Regions from separate parts of the Mus musculus genome. Here region 1 is linked to region 2. A link is a contact called in public Hi-C data. All regions are on one chromosome and are shown on one strand. Each heading gives the region's core, a stretch centred on a gene start, on an enhancer-like site or on the middle of the called end of the contact. The rest is flanking DNA. Distances are from core to core; before and after follow the strand shown.

What was found. Hi-C and Micro-C count contacts between places; a contact is called where the count stands out from the background.
Region 1: a Hi-C map of ventral hippocampal neurons shows a contact between it and region 2, with 1.6 times the contacts expected there. The contact joins two enhancer-like sites. A contact is called at or near these places in 3 of 484 Hi-C or Micro-C datasets (cerebellar granule neurons, cerebellum and ventral hippocampal neurons).

What each region holds. Positions count from the first base shown.
Region 1 is chr4:13,534,903-13,541,583 of GRCm38.p6, reverse strand. No RefSeq gene overlaps it. Among named protein-coding and RNA genes, the nearest start is that of Gm46881, 19 kb to the right of the region's middle. Within about 2 kb of position 4,488, at least 11 of the 459 cell types and tissues checked have an H3K27ac peak or open chromatin away from gene starts, as enhancers often do. A contact at or near this core is called in ventral hippocampal neurons, where this site is marked.
Region 2 is chr4:13,244,423-13,251,100 of GRCm38.p6, reverse strand. No RefSeq gene overlaps it. Among named protein-coding and RNA genes, the nearest start is that of Gm46880, 35 kb to the left of the region's middle. Within about 2 kb of position 2,385, at least 18 of the 459 cell types and tissues checked have an H3K27ac peak or open chromatin away from gene starts, as enhancers often do. A contact at or near this core is called in ventral hippocampal neurons, where this site is marked.

The DNA of each region.
Region 1 (6,681 bases), core at 3,239-5,738, 290 kb before region 2:
GTTAAAATGACATCTGGCTGAACTTATGAGTTGTGATGTTTTTAATCTCTAGTCATTATGTGGATCTGGCTTCAGTTTATTGCATGTTTAGAAGGATGAATGGATCTATGAAAAGTCAGCTAATGTTTTATTAGAACATTGATTGGTTTGATTCATTAATACATAATGAAATATGCATTGTAAGAAACTACTGAAACATATTCTTTTGGCTATAAGTCAAGAACATTTACATGATTGAAGAGAATTATTTTTCCAGGAGAATAAAGTTTAATAGTAATCATATGTTCATTCTGGAAGCAGCAGGATAATTGTAACATTGTTGGAATGAAATTCAAAGACTTTCCTTGTAGTTAGCTTCTGCAGAATCACAGTGATGTTGAACATATAGAACAAACTTTCCTTCATTTGTCTTGATTGCCCAACTTTATTTTGAAGTTTGAGTGGCAGCTATAGACACTAAAATGAAGTTCTGCAGAGATGATAATTGAAAAACAAAGGCCTGATAATACCTTCTTGTTGTTCTAGTCGCTTGAGCTCAAGTGATGGTCCATTGCACAGGTCCATAGAACTTCACCTTCAGTTGTATAATGCAATTGCATTACTCAAAATGCATGTGTTTCTGTGTCCTTTTTGCATCTCTGTCCCATTTCACATGTTTGACCAGTGGGTTTTATTTTATTCCACTTTATTTTTGACAAGATATTTTGCAGTCAAAGCCAGTCTCAAACTTATTGTCTAATCAAGAATGAAGGATGACTTTGATTTCTGATTGGCTCCCTCTAAAAGGACTGGGATTACAGGTGTGAGACATCTACTTCTTGTTCTTATGTGGTGCTAAGAATCTGAACATCTAGCCTTAGTCTACAAACTGACCTACATACACAGCCCTTTGACAAGTGTTTAAATATACTTTTAAGTATTACATTATAGTCAATGATAACTCTATAAACTATATATCATCCAATTTTGCTGGAGTTAATGTGATAGGGCAAGTTAAAGGAGGAGATTATCTCCTGGAAACAGGCAAAGAGGAATGAACTATGTCTACCCAGTTCTATCAGCTATAATCCCTTAATTTCATCTCCTACACCTTCCCAATGCCACAGCTTGTATTTGTTTATGTTTTTCTCAATCTGTAACTGCTCTTACATTTCACAGTTTAAACCAACCTTACTCTACTCTGTTTCCAGAGTCATTATTCAGGGTGAAAATCCAAACACCTTAGGGCAATGTTGACTTCCTTCAGACTAGGTTCTGCTTACTCTTCCAACTTCACTTCCTCTTGGTGCCTCAACAATGACTTTAACTCCCCTGGACCTGTAGCAAAACCCTCCCACATTTGTTAACATGAGTACACCTTTCAGACCTTAGCTGACACAGCTTCCTCCAGAGAGTGCTCCTGCTCAGTCCCTTTCCTGCAGTAAGGCCTTCCTGTAGACTGCTCTAGCCCCCACAACAGGGTGGGTTAGTCCCCTTCTGACAAGCAGGTCTAACTTCACTAGGTGTAATGTTATTGGGAGCCTGGAATCATATTTTCATATCCTGTGTTACTAGCACCTCAGAATAACATTTGACATCTCTTAATCACTTAAAATTCATGTATAGAAAGATGTAGACAGTGATGTGGGTGTTCTCTGCAGCAAAAGAGAAGTAAACGTTTTTGATTTGAATTTTGCTTTCCAAATCTCTTCATTTAGAATTTATTAGTATATTTATTTTGTCACGTTAGCTCCAAAAGTTTCCTCTTGTCTCAAGGTGGGGTGAACAATGTAGATACATATGCCACAAAAATAATAGTAATGATTTCATTAATAACTTTAGGATTAATTAGTTTTTAAATTTTACATCCATTATTCTGAACTAAAGCTAAAGAAGTATGTGCCTATTAAAAATCAGTGTGCCACAATGCTGGCTTGAGGAATAGGGTATGCTAGACAAAAGTCACAAACTACATTGGATTGACTGAAAGGCAGGAAATTACCATCTCTAGTTGTTATCTTATTCTACCAGAACCTCACAGAATTTTAACTTTAGTATGCCTTTTGTTGTTCTAAGGGTGATTGTGAAATTGTTACTGATTTAACTACATTATCAAGTCGAATAGTTGTGAATTTCTAATATGCCACAGTCCTATCTACCAGGTTATGGAAAGTGCTGTTTGAAAGGTGGCCTTTTAAAAAAAATGAGGGCAAAGATTCATTCTGATGAATAGAGCATGCAGCAGATCCACTTACTGGAAGGGGCACAGCTTGAATAATCCTGTGTGGTTCTGTGAAAGTTTCCTAAATGGCAGATTCATTTAACTGTCTGATTTATGGTCCAGGTTTTAGCCTTGTAGCCTTAATTGGTTCTACTCTGTTGTGTTGTTTTGCATGCACCAAGCCAAACAACCTGTAAGGATGGATGGACCAGAAAAGTGAGAGGAATATACATCATTTGCACTTCATTTGTTATTAAACCAGTAGGCAAGCATTAAACCACACCCCAAGTCATACATATAGACTTACGTAGTCATACGAAATATATGTAGATGTAGATTTTAAGCTCCTCTCAGAAGAACATCTAGAATTCAGGAAACAATGCATTTGGCATCAGCATATCACTTCATTATGGAACTTAAGATCAAAGATGTCTGACTTTCCTCTCTGTAGGCTGTGGACATAGCCAGGTTGGCACATGAAATCTCAGCTTATTACTCCGTAAGACAATTCTTTCTACACTAAAATTATATTGGTTCAGAGTTTATTTCAAGCCCATAGTAAGCCTTGATGTGGCTATAAAAAGGATAACTCATATATTTTATTATTGTAGTTTAGTTGTCAAAACCATTTCTAGGCTAGTGTATAAGAAAGACACACCAAATTAACACCAGTTACATAATGAAACAAACACAGGGAAACCTTAACTGTATGCTCTAACTTTTGCTGGCTAGTTTTGTTCTTTTTCAGTCACTGTGATGGGTAATCCTCATGGTAAATGTGATGGGGTCTAGACTCTAGGGAAGTGGACCCCTGAAAGGTTTGTGAAGATGCTTTCAGAGACCTTTAACTGAAGGGCACTGATCCTCAATGTAGGTGATCTGTCCCTTAAGCAAGGATTCTGGACTGATGAAAGGCAAGAGGGTGGGGACCAGTTCTCATCTTTCTCAGATTTCTGGCTGTGGGTACAATGTGACCAGGTGCCTCCTGCTCCAGTCACCCAGCAAGTCTTCCACATCCTAGCAAATGGTGACTCCCAAATAAATCTTTCCTTCCTTCACTTCCTTCTATTACCTGTTCATCCACATTGATGAGACATTTAACAAACACTGATTATCTACATTCTGTGTTTGCAGTTTTGTATCTCATTCTTCCCAAACTTACCCCAGGCATCATTTAAAGCAAAAGCCTGTGTGGTTAACAGAGCCTTGAAAATTAGTGCCACCTCACCTACCCACTGTTGATGAACTCAAAGTGTGGGCAATTGGAACTCTGGCCAACTGTCACCAACATGACAGTGAAGCCTTTGAAGCTAGTACAGTGGACAAAAAAATAATGGGTACTGAAAAATAGGACCCTGGTGACTTTGTTCAGTGTGTGTGTGTGTGTGTGTGTGTGTGTGTGTGTATACACTGGGTCTCAGGTAACTCAATTTAGTCTCAAAATTGCTATGCATCCAAAGATGGGCTTGCACATCTGATCATACTTTTGTCACCTCCTGAGCACAGGGTTACATAAGTATATTTTCAACACCTTGTTTGCATGCTGATAGGGATGGAACTTATGCCTGCTAGGTGAACACTCTACCAAATGGCCAGCACCCTCAGCTTTTAACTAAATCTTTATCCAGTTGACTCTATGCTAGCTAGTGCTTTAATTTATGAATTAAATTGGCTGTTAAATCCTGTTGGCTTTAAAGAGTTGCTTTTGTTGACTGAATCTTAGAGTGTATTCTGCTAGAGTATTTCCATTTGAACAAGAATTGGTGAATTTAGCTCACATCGAATAGAGTTGTACATGTATTATCTGCTACATTGTCTATGGCTTTTTCCAGGTCCCTCAACTTATGGTATACCTATATGGTGTATGGTATACACCTCCTGAAACACAGCCTTCTATATGAATTTTCCCAGTGTATATATGTCTCATAGTCTTTGAGATTGATGCATATTTTTGAACTGCTTAGAAGCTTTCATCATGTTGGGCAGCACTGTCTTATCTTAGTCCTTCTATGGCAGTGGTCAAGACCTCAAAGTTTCCCCACAGCAGCAGCAGCATAAATGCCGGTGTGTGGAACTCCAACAGTCATATCCTGTGAGAGCCAGGAATGATGAGTCGTTTCAACAGTCCTCCACTGCATCTGTCTCATATGCTGCATGCGATTTGTGAGAAGTATCCCTCTAGTTTTCCCATAAAACTAACATCAGTGTTTACCTATAAACAGACACAGAAGTCACTGCCGACTGTACTCTGCTTTGTATACAATCCTATTATATAAAGAGCTCAAGCAGCATGTCTGTCTGCCGAGATGTGTGTGTTCTCCTCTCCAGCTGCCAACCACCTAAATTATTCAGCAAGCCCTGATCATGCCAAGTTTTTAGTCAACAATGGAGATCCTGCCAAAGAGCTAATAATGTTAAAAAAAAAAGCAATGTTTGTGACAATTAACGGAGCCTGCAGCCTGCAACACACATTGGACTCATTTGTAAAGGAAAATTTAAATGATATGCTTCATTATAAATGGTCCCATGCAGCACATTGCTAATCAACCAACGCAGCTTCTTCATCTCCTTTACCAACCCCTCCCAGCTTCCTTTCTGATAAACCCGAATGACAGCACTGTGTCAAGACCCTTGGCCACTGCTAGCTGCAGTAGTAAATGTGCTGTGCTTATCTATCAGTATTATAATCAGTTTAGATCGAACTGAATAATTAGCTGGAATATGGATGAACAGAGCACCAACCTCTTATCTTGTCTATTAATAATCACAAGTATAACTTCACAGTCAAATCAAGAGGTATGTTACAGTTCCCCTGAGAGCCTGTTTGGGTAAAACCCCCTGTGACTGTACAATTTAAGCAGTGCAGATGGGACAGCGGGGCCAATAATGACAAGCTGACAGCTGCCAAACATAGTGATCCTTCCCCAACTCCAGAATGAGAGGGAGGAGGGAGGAAGGGAAGTAAGGGAGGGGAAAAAATGCCAAATGCCTATTATTTTTCAAAGATGTTGTAAGATGAAGATCAACAGGGGAGGAGAAGAGAGGCCAGGAGACTTGTGGGTTCAAGCCCAGAGCCACACCCTCCTGGAGGATGCTGAGCTCAGAGTTATTGTATGCACACCTTGTCCCTGTTCTTCAAGGCTAGCGCCTGCTCCCTCTATGGAGACAGTTCTTTAGGCTATAACAATATTTTACACATAGAAGTGATTCATCTCTAAGTGTGTCTTTTTTAAAAGTAAAGGACAAAATGTAGCTTGTGAGAAAAAAAATGCATTTTTAAAACTTCCAAGCTTTTACAAACAAGCTCTTATATGGACTATGTAGCGCCCCCTCCTTGGTTGCTTCAATTTGTAGGTCAGTTTGTTGAAAGTTTCCGGCCCTCATCCCAGAAACATTATACACATATGTAAATGTAACTTCCATATTTACATTTACATATTTATATTTACATATGGTCTCTTGACTTTTCCTGGGGATGATGTGAGCAAATGTCTGTTCACTCCATATAGGGCACAACAGACCAAGGTACCAATTCTGCTTGATTCTAAGCTGGTGAGTCAATGATTTGATTAGTCTTACTCCTAGAGCAAGAGGGAGGGGTTCTATAAGAGCATGTATAACTTCCAAACAGCTTCATCACACAAGGTACCACACTATTATAGATGAAACCCCATGACAGTTGCATAGTGCAGCACCACTGTAGTGTATGTTTTAGTATACTCTAGCATCTACCAAGGTCACTTGCAGTGGTGGGAAAGCAGGGATGGGATCAAGGATGAATGCCTAGTGCCAATCATATGAAGCTCCCTTCTGTGGAGTGTCAAGATCATCATTACAATTGACATGGACTTCACAGTCACTGCAATGTTCTGCTTGCCACATGGGCACTACGGCCAGGCCAGGGTTATCTCTGCTTGAATATGGCTACGGGATAAAAGCCATTATGGCATTAGCACAGAAGTTTATAATGAAACAAGATACAATGAGGAAAGGGAAAAACCCTCATATCCAGACTGGGCAAGGCAACCCAAAGAGAAGGAAAGGAGTGTTGAGTGCAGACTGAAGAGTCTCGGAAGGTAGATGGAAGGGCATGGATCTGGTGAGGAGGGCAGCTGAGAGAAGCTGGGATGAGCGGAGGGAGAGAAAATTGTAGCTTGGGTCTATTCTATGAAAAAAGTATTTAATATTAATACAAAATTCAGCCGCCAAATGCAGATACCATTGCACACACTAGCAAGATTTTGCTGAAAGGTCCCTGATATAGCTGTCTCTTGTGAGGCTATGCTGGGGCCTAGCAAACACAGAAGTGGATGCTCACAGTCAGCTATTGGATGGATCACAGGGCCCCCAATGGAGGAGCTAGAGAAAATATCCAAGGAGCTAAAGGGATCTGCAACCCTATAGGTGGAACAACAATATGAACTAACCAGTACCCCCCCCACCCCCCCACCCCCGCCCCAGAGCTAGTGTCTCTAGCTGCA
Region 2 (6,678 bases), core at 1,136-3,635:
TAGCCCAAATTAACCTGGCATTCTTAGCCTTTCACCTATTGATACTATAGGTATAAGCCACCATGTTCAGCTTGGGCAATTTTCAAATGAACATAAGTTTATGGTTTAAAAACAAAACAAAACAACAACAAAAAACAAACAACAAAAATAAATCAAAAGACACACAAAGCCAAAATAACCCCCAAACACTTTTCTTACCTTTAAAAGAGGTAAACACATACATGAGTCTATATAAGAGAAACAGCTGTATGAGCCCAGGGGGCAGATTTTTGTGACTCAAGTCAACATTTCAGTTGTTTTCTTAATTTACTTCTGTTTAGTCAAGTGAAAAGCAAACTCTTGTAAGTTCTGGGCTTAACTCAAATTCAGAAGACTTGTATACTTCATTGATATCAATATTGTTTAAATGCTGGGAATATAATTCAGTGAATAGAGTCCTTGGAGCATGTGCAAAGCCCAGGGTTTAATGTCCATCATGGATGAAAGCAGGTATCATGGTGCCCAGCTGGAATACTGCACTCTGGACAAAAAGACAAGAGAATCAAAACTTCAAGATCAGTCCTGGCTACACAGTGAGCTGAAGGGAAGCCTTGGCTACGTGAGACTTCGTTAGGAAAAAAATAATTTACAAAATATATATACAAATATGGAAAAGCATATACTTAAATGTATAATAGTGAAATAATTTAGTGAACAGTTTTTATAAATGTACTTTATAAAAATAATCAATGTTTTATAAATGTACTTCTATATATTATATTAATGTTCTAGATAGTTCAGACAACAACATCCAATGTTCCCCAAAAGTTAATGACACTAAATTTTTATAATGTCATTTGAGAAGACTCAGGAGAATCACTGATTTTGTGTTCAAGAGCTGCTGATTGGTTATGCTTTATATTAATTAATTTTGGAGTTTACTTGAATCACTGTATATGGCAATAAAAGGAGCCCAAAATTTGAGTTAGAGAGCCTACATCAAAGAACTACATAAAATAAATCAAATGTATTCTTCTAGACAAGTTTCTTAGTAATATGGAGCCTCAGATTTTTACTGATAATTGAGAAAGGTATTCATATATTGTTGGAAAGATTATGAGAGATAATATATAGAAAGTATTTTTATATTATGAACACAATAAGGAAAGAACCATTTTAATCACTAACAATAAGCAATATTTTCTTCTATTTAAGAAAAGTGACTGGAAGAATAATTCCTTTTCTCAGTCTGTTTTGGAAAAAAGAAACAAAACCTTAGTGTTATTATCAAAATCTCTGTTAAAAGAAGAAAAAATCTAAGGCATCTTAATAACTTCAGTTGACTACTAAATCTTTCTCATTTATGAAGACACTAATTTCAGTTTGTTAAAATAAACAAAGCAGTTATATATGCATTTCCAATTACTCAAAGATGAGACCTATTAGCCAATGGAATTAACATGTAGTAGTAAAATATATAAAGAGAAAGACAATCTTGAAAGAAATTATTTGTAAACATCTTTCCCACGAAACAATTATAAAATAAAGGAAGTATCTTAATCCCAGCATTGTTTTAAAGGCCATGATAAATTAGCAAGTGCTTTGGTCACTCTTGGTTTCTAAGGCTTTCTGAGATATTGGAGAAAGTAAAAGCACTAATATGAAGCTACATAAACCTTGGTATATTGTAATTCCTTAAATGACCAAAACAATACTGACTGTGTATGCATCTCTTCTGCAACTGGGGGTTGCCAAGTCCTGCTGGAGGATGAGTCTTCCACACCTTCTGACAGTGTCCTCTCTCTAAGTGGCAAACATTACAGGTAATCATTTCTATGACACAGCAGCCATGTTTGTCTATGGAATATTCATAGCAGCGAGTCTGCTGCTCAAAATGAGTGAAAGCTCTGTTGCAGATAGTCTTATCCAGCAAGAATTCTCTAGATTCTCAGGAAAATCTATGTGAGTGAGCAGGACTAGAGATGTGTCTCTGAAGTTGATGGGCTTCCTCCACTATAAAGGAATTCTTCAAAGAGAATGGACAGGAAGTCACTTCTCTATTTTTGGAACTCATTAACAAACAAAAGCAGACTATATGTGCCTTCCACACCTATGAACAACTTCCAAGTGACCTTTTATTTATATCACCACCACCCCCCCCCCCAAAAAAAATTCTCCGGTAAGCAATTTTCTATGCACAGAGTTATTCCTGTAGTTTGGCAGATGAGGGGCGGGGGAGGCGAAGAGGACCACAAACACTAAGAATCAAATGCAAGCTCAGCTCGTCAGTTCCTCTGCCAAAAAGTGCGCTGAAGCCAACGGACCTCCCACGTTCTCCATAGTGTGCTTCTGTGCATGGTGATCTGCAAATATTATCATTCCATGACAATGCAGTTTCATCAAGGTACGTCTCAATCCATGGGATACGAGTCCCACACAACAGACGGGGACTTTGGCGGAGCTGTGTGCACGCTGCGTGTGTTACTTACTGGTTATATTGCGGTGGCCACACTGAGTCCCGTATGGCGCAGTATTAACGAATGGCATGCAAGCACCTTCTGTCGAAACATCTGCGACAGGGAAATTTCAGGCATTTTTCCAGAAAATTTTTGTGCTCTGGACCAAATTTTCATTAGGACTCTGAAACCTGGCAAGCAGCATTGTTGTGTATGATTTTTTTTTTTTTTAAATAAACTGGGACATGCCTTTGTTACAGGAGCGAGGGAAAGGGCCCTGCCATGGCTCCCTTCTATTCTAAAAAGTTCAGGAAACATATGACAGCTCACAAAATAACATCTCCCAACTTTTGGCTTTTTGTCGACATACAAATAAAATTCACAGTTTGGGATATGTAGCTTTTCCCATCTCAGGGTAAGAGATTCCAATGGAGGCTTCCTCAAGAAACGGTTTGTGAGGAGGACATGCTAGCAACAGGGATGATTTGTTCGTGTTTCATTTTTGATGCTGGCTGCCAAAAAAATAAATAAAACAAATCCACGCAAGAGTTTTTACTTGTTTTAAGGGGACAGCATGTCCCAGAATTAGGAAAAATAAATCAAAGAGCAGGGTGCATTTTGTACATGCCTGCTTGAACTCATAAAACACACGAATCAAACAAAGAGCAGGCTTCATTAATGTCACTCACAGAAGTATGAGTTTTTTTCCATTTTCTTTCTTCAATAATCTCTCTACTATACTAATGGAAACTAGAAAAACACCCTTTCATAATTTTTAAATTCCCTATGCCCTTCTATAAACACTAATGCAAAGCAAACATGTTTGGCAGTTAATATGTGCATTATCATTATGTAAATAGGCATGTTATCATTATAATTCAATGATGTTGTTCTTGGTAAGCCCCCCCCACTACACATATTATCCAATTTCAGTCATAATGCGTATTATACCGCCGGGGCTTTATAAGCCCTCTAGATCACAGGGAATAAGTAGACTGTATATAACAAGAGGTTTCCCACATATGCACAGATACTGGATGCAGCGACTGCCAGACAGACAGAGGCTGCTTCCCATTGTTCAGTTCCACCACAGCAATGTGCGGAAGCCTGAGATTAGTATCCATTTTACTGTTCAAATTGAGTACCACATTATGACATTTTATACTGACAACATTATAAGTTGAAATGATACATTTAAACTCCATGAGATGACTTGATCTAGCACTAACGTAAAATAGGCTGTGTATCTGAACCTTATATGAACTAGGAACAACTCATGTCACAGTCTGTTTGGAAATGTTACAGTGTTTGCATAAATCCATTGCTTATGCATAAGCACCAGGGAACCAGAATCCTGAGGCAGGCAGTAATCTATAAAGTTCTCACGGCGCTTGATAAGCATGCAAGGTGCATCGTACATCCTCCTTAGTGAATTGCAAATGTTTATGCAAGAAGGAGCACATAGCTGCATCTTGCATGAAAAGATCAGCAGAGATTTCTTTAGTAGGGATGGGAAGACAGCAGAGAAAGAATTGGCAGAAGGAAGATGAAAGGCTTGGTATATCATTTAGTCTATTTGGGCTCTTAAAACAAAATCTATTGTAAGAAATAGATTTGGAGGTTTTTAATCATCATAGTCTGTGGTCCAAATTACTCGACTTATCACTATTTTTTGTCTGTTTGTCTGATTTACCTATAATAGAAAGGGTTAAGTCATTAATGAAAGGATGCCGTGCCTCATTGATTCATAGGTTCTTTGTTTTTATAGAATCAGTAGCTATGATGTCTGAAGCAACAAAACAAATGATCAAATGATGTTTTCCCCCCTTTGTTTAAATAATGCTGTCACTATTCTGTTTCACATTCTTAAGGAGAATGCTGCTTGGCTCATTGTTAATCTGATAAGACAGCATAAATTGCTTAAAGATTCAATGTCTATAAGTTTAAAATGCATTAGCACTAGGTTCTGATTTAGAGGGTGAATTAGGTGCTATTTTTCATTTGTCCGCCACACCTTTTGTTAAGCACCTGCTTTGTGTGAAGCCTTCTGATTTGAAATGTCCTATTCAATTTTAGTTATGCATAATGCACCACTAGGCTAGAAACATATCTACCCTGGCATTGAGATAAGCAGATATTTAAAATGCAGAGCAGAACTTCTGTTTTAACCCAAGAAAGGCCATTTCTATTCCATCATCAGATTGCTGGCAGGCACAGTTTAAACAGTGGAGCTGGTAGCAAGATAAAGCAGGGATGTTCTCCCTGTGGACCAGCACAATACTTTGTTGGGTCTTTCTGGACAGAACTATTCTTCACTCCAATTGTTCTGCCTGTTGTTTCCAACCTGACCTCTCTTTCCTTAGTCTCTCTCTCTCTCTCTCTCTCTCTCTCTCTCTCTCTCTCCCTCTCTCATTTGCTACAGACTTCTGTCTACAAAACACCACAGACTGAGTGGCTCAGACAGTCAACTTTATTCTCCTATAGTTTCAGAGTCTAGAAAAAGGCCAAGACATGCCAGCACTGTTGGTGTCTGGTACGACCTCTCTCTGACATGGAGGTGATCCCTTTTTCTTTTCTCTCGTGTTCTCACATGGCCCCGTTTCTGTACTTTTACAGATTAAAAAAGAGAGAAAGAGAAATATCTAGATATCTCTTTTCTGGTATCTCTTCCACTTATTAAGACAGCAGTTGAGTCTCACCAGATCACCAATTTTGGACTTCATTTTACCTCAATTATCTCCAAATTGAAGAACATTGTGGTGACAGTGTCAACATAGAAATCTTAATGGGACACAATTCAGTGTATAGCACCAATAATCAGTCAGATCAAACAGGCTGTCCTGGAAGGGCTACTTCTTAAGGAGGTAAGGTTAAGGATGGTTAGGTGACAGTTTCAAGTTAAGCCATAAATCCATTCTGTATGCTCTCTTTGTAGACCTGAAATTCTTTCTAATGTATGTTGATGACTTGTAGTTATGAACTGGAGAGTCAGCTGTGTGAGTGAAGCATTTGTGCCTCTGATTTGAGTTCAGAGTATGAAACACAGAGAGTGGTCTTGTGTTTTAAATTTGTGCAAATCCAAGAAGCATACTGAAAGACTTAAAATTAAGGGCTGGGTCCACAGATGGCGTTGTTGCAATGGCTGATGCAAGAGATAGTATGGAGTCTGATTATGGCACGAGTAGAAATTGGGAGAAAGAGATGTACAAGTCCTTTGGAACAGTTTCACTCCCTCTGGGAGCTGAGCCATGGAGCACCAGAGCATCTAGTCACTTGTCTATATTATCTCAAGAACTATATCCTCCAGTACAGACTTGTGTCTTTCTATACCATGCATTGCTTTGCCCCTTCCTTGGAAAGGTGAGCAGGAGCCTGCCATCTTCTGTGCATTATTGAAAGTAAGTCTGTAATGCTCATGGAGGTTGTTCTTTGGAGGAATCCCACCTGGTTTCTGGCACAGCTGGGGAAGAAGGACTGTCATCCACAAGCTGGGTTTCTCTGCCAGGACCCATGGGAAACCCTTTGTGCTCTCTCTGCTATCCTAAGATTGCTAAAAAAAAAAAAAAAAAAAAAAAAAAAAAAAAAAAAAAAAAAAAAGAAATGCAGTGTGTCACTCTTGGACAAGGGTTGGGGATTCATGAAATGCCCAACAAAGGGGAAGGAGAACCTGAAGAGATCCTATCCAAAGGTTAAGCAAGGCCCCCCAGGTTGGGGAATGGGGCCACCCACTTGTCTCCAAATTCTTAACCCAGAAGGGCTCCTGTCTAAAAGAAATATGGGGACAAAGTGTGGAGCAGACACTGAAGGAAAGACCATCTAGAGACTGTTTCACCCAGGGATAAACCCAAACATTATCATGGATGCCAAGAAGTGATTGCTGACAGGAGGCTGTTATAGATGTCTCCTGAGAGGCTCTGCCAGAGCCTGACAAATACAGAGGCAGATGCTTGCAGTCAACCATTGGACTTAGCACGGGGTCCCAATAGAGGAGTTTGAGAAAGGACTGAAGGAGCTGAAGGGGTTTGCAACCCCATAGCAAGAACAACAATATCAACCAACCAGATCCCCTAGAGCTCCCAGAGACTAAACCACGAACCAAACGGTACACATGGAGAGACCTATGGCTCCAGCCGCACATGTAGCAGAGGATGGCATTGTCTGGCATCAATAGGAGGAAAGCTCTTGGTCTTGTGGAGGCTGGTTCTGTTATAAAAATAAACTGAAATAATACATTGAATGGGGT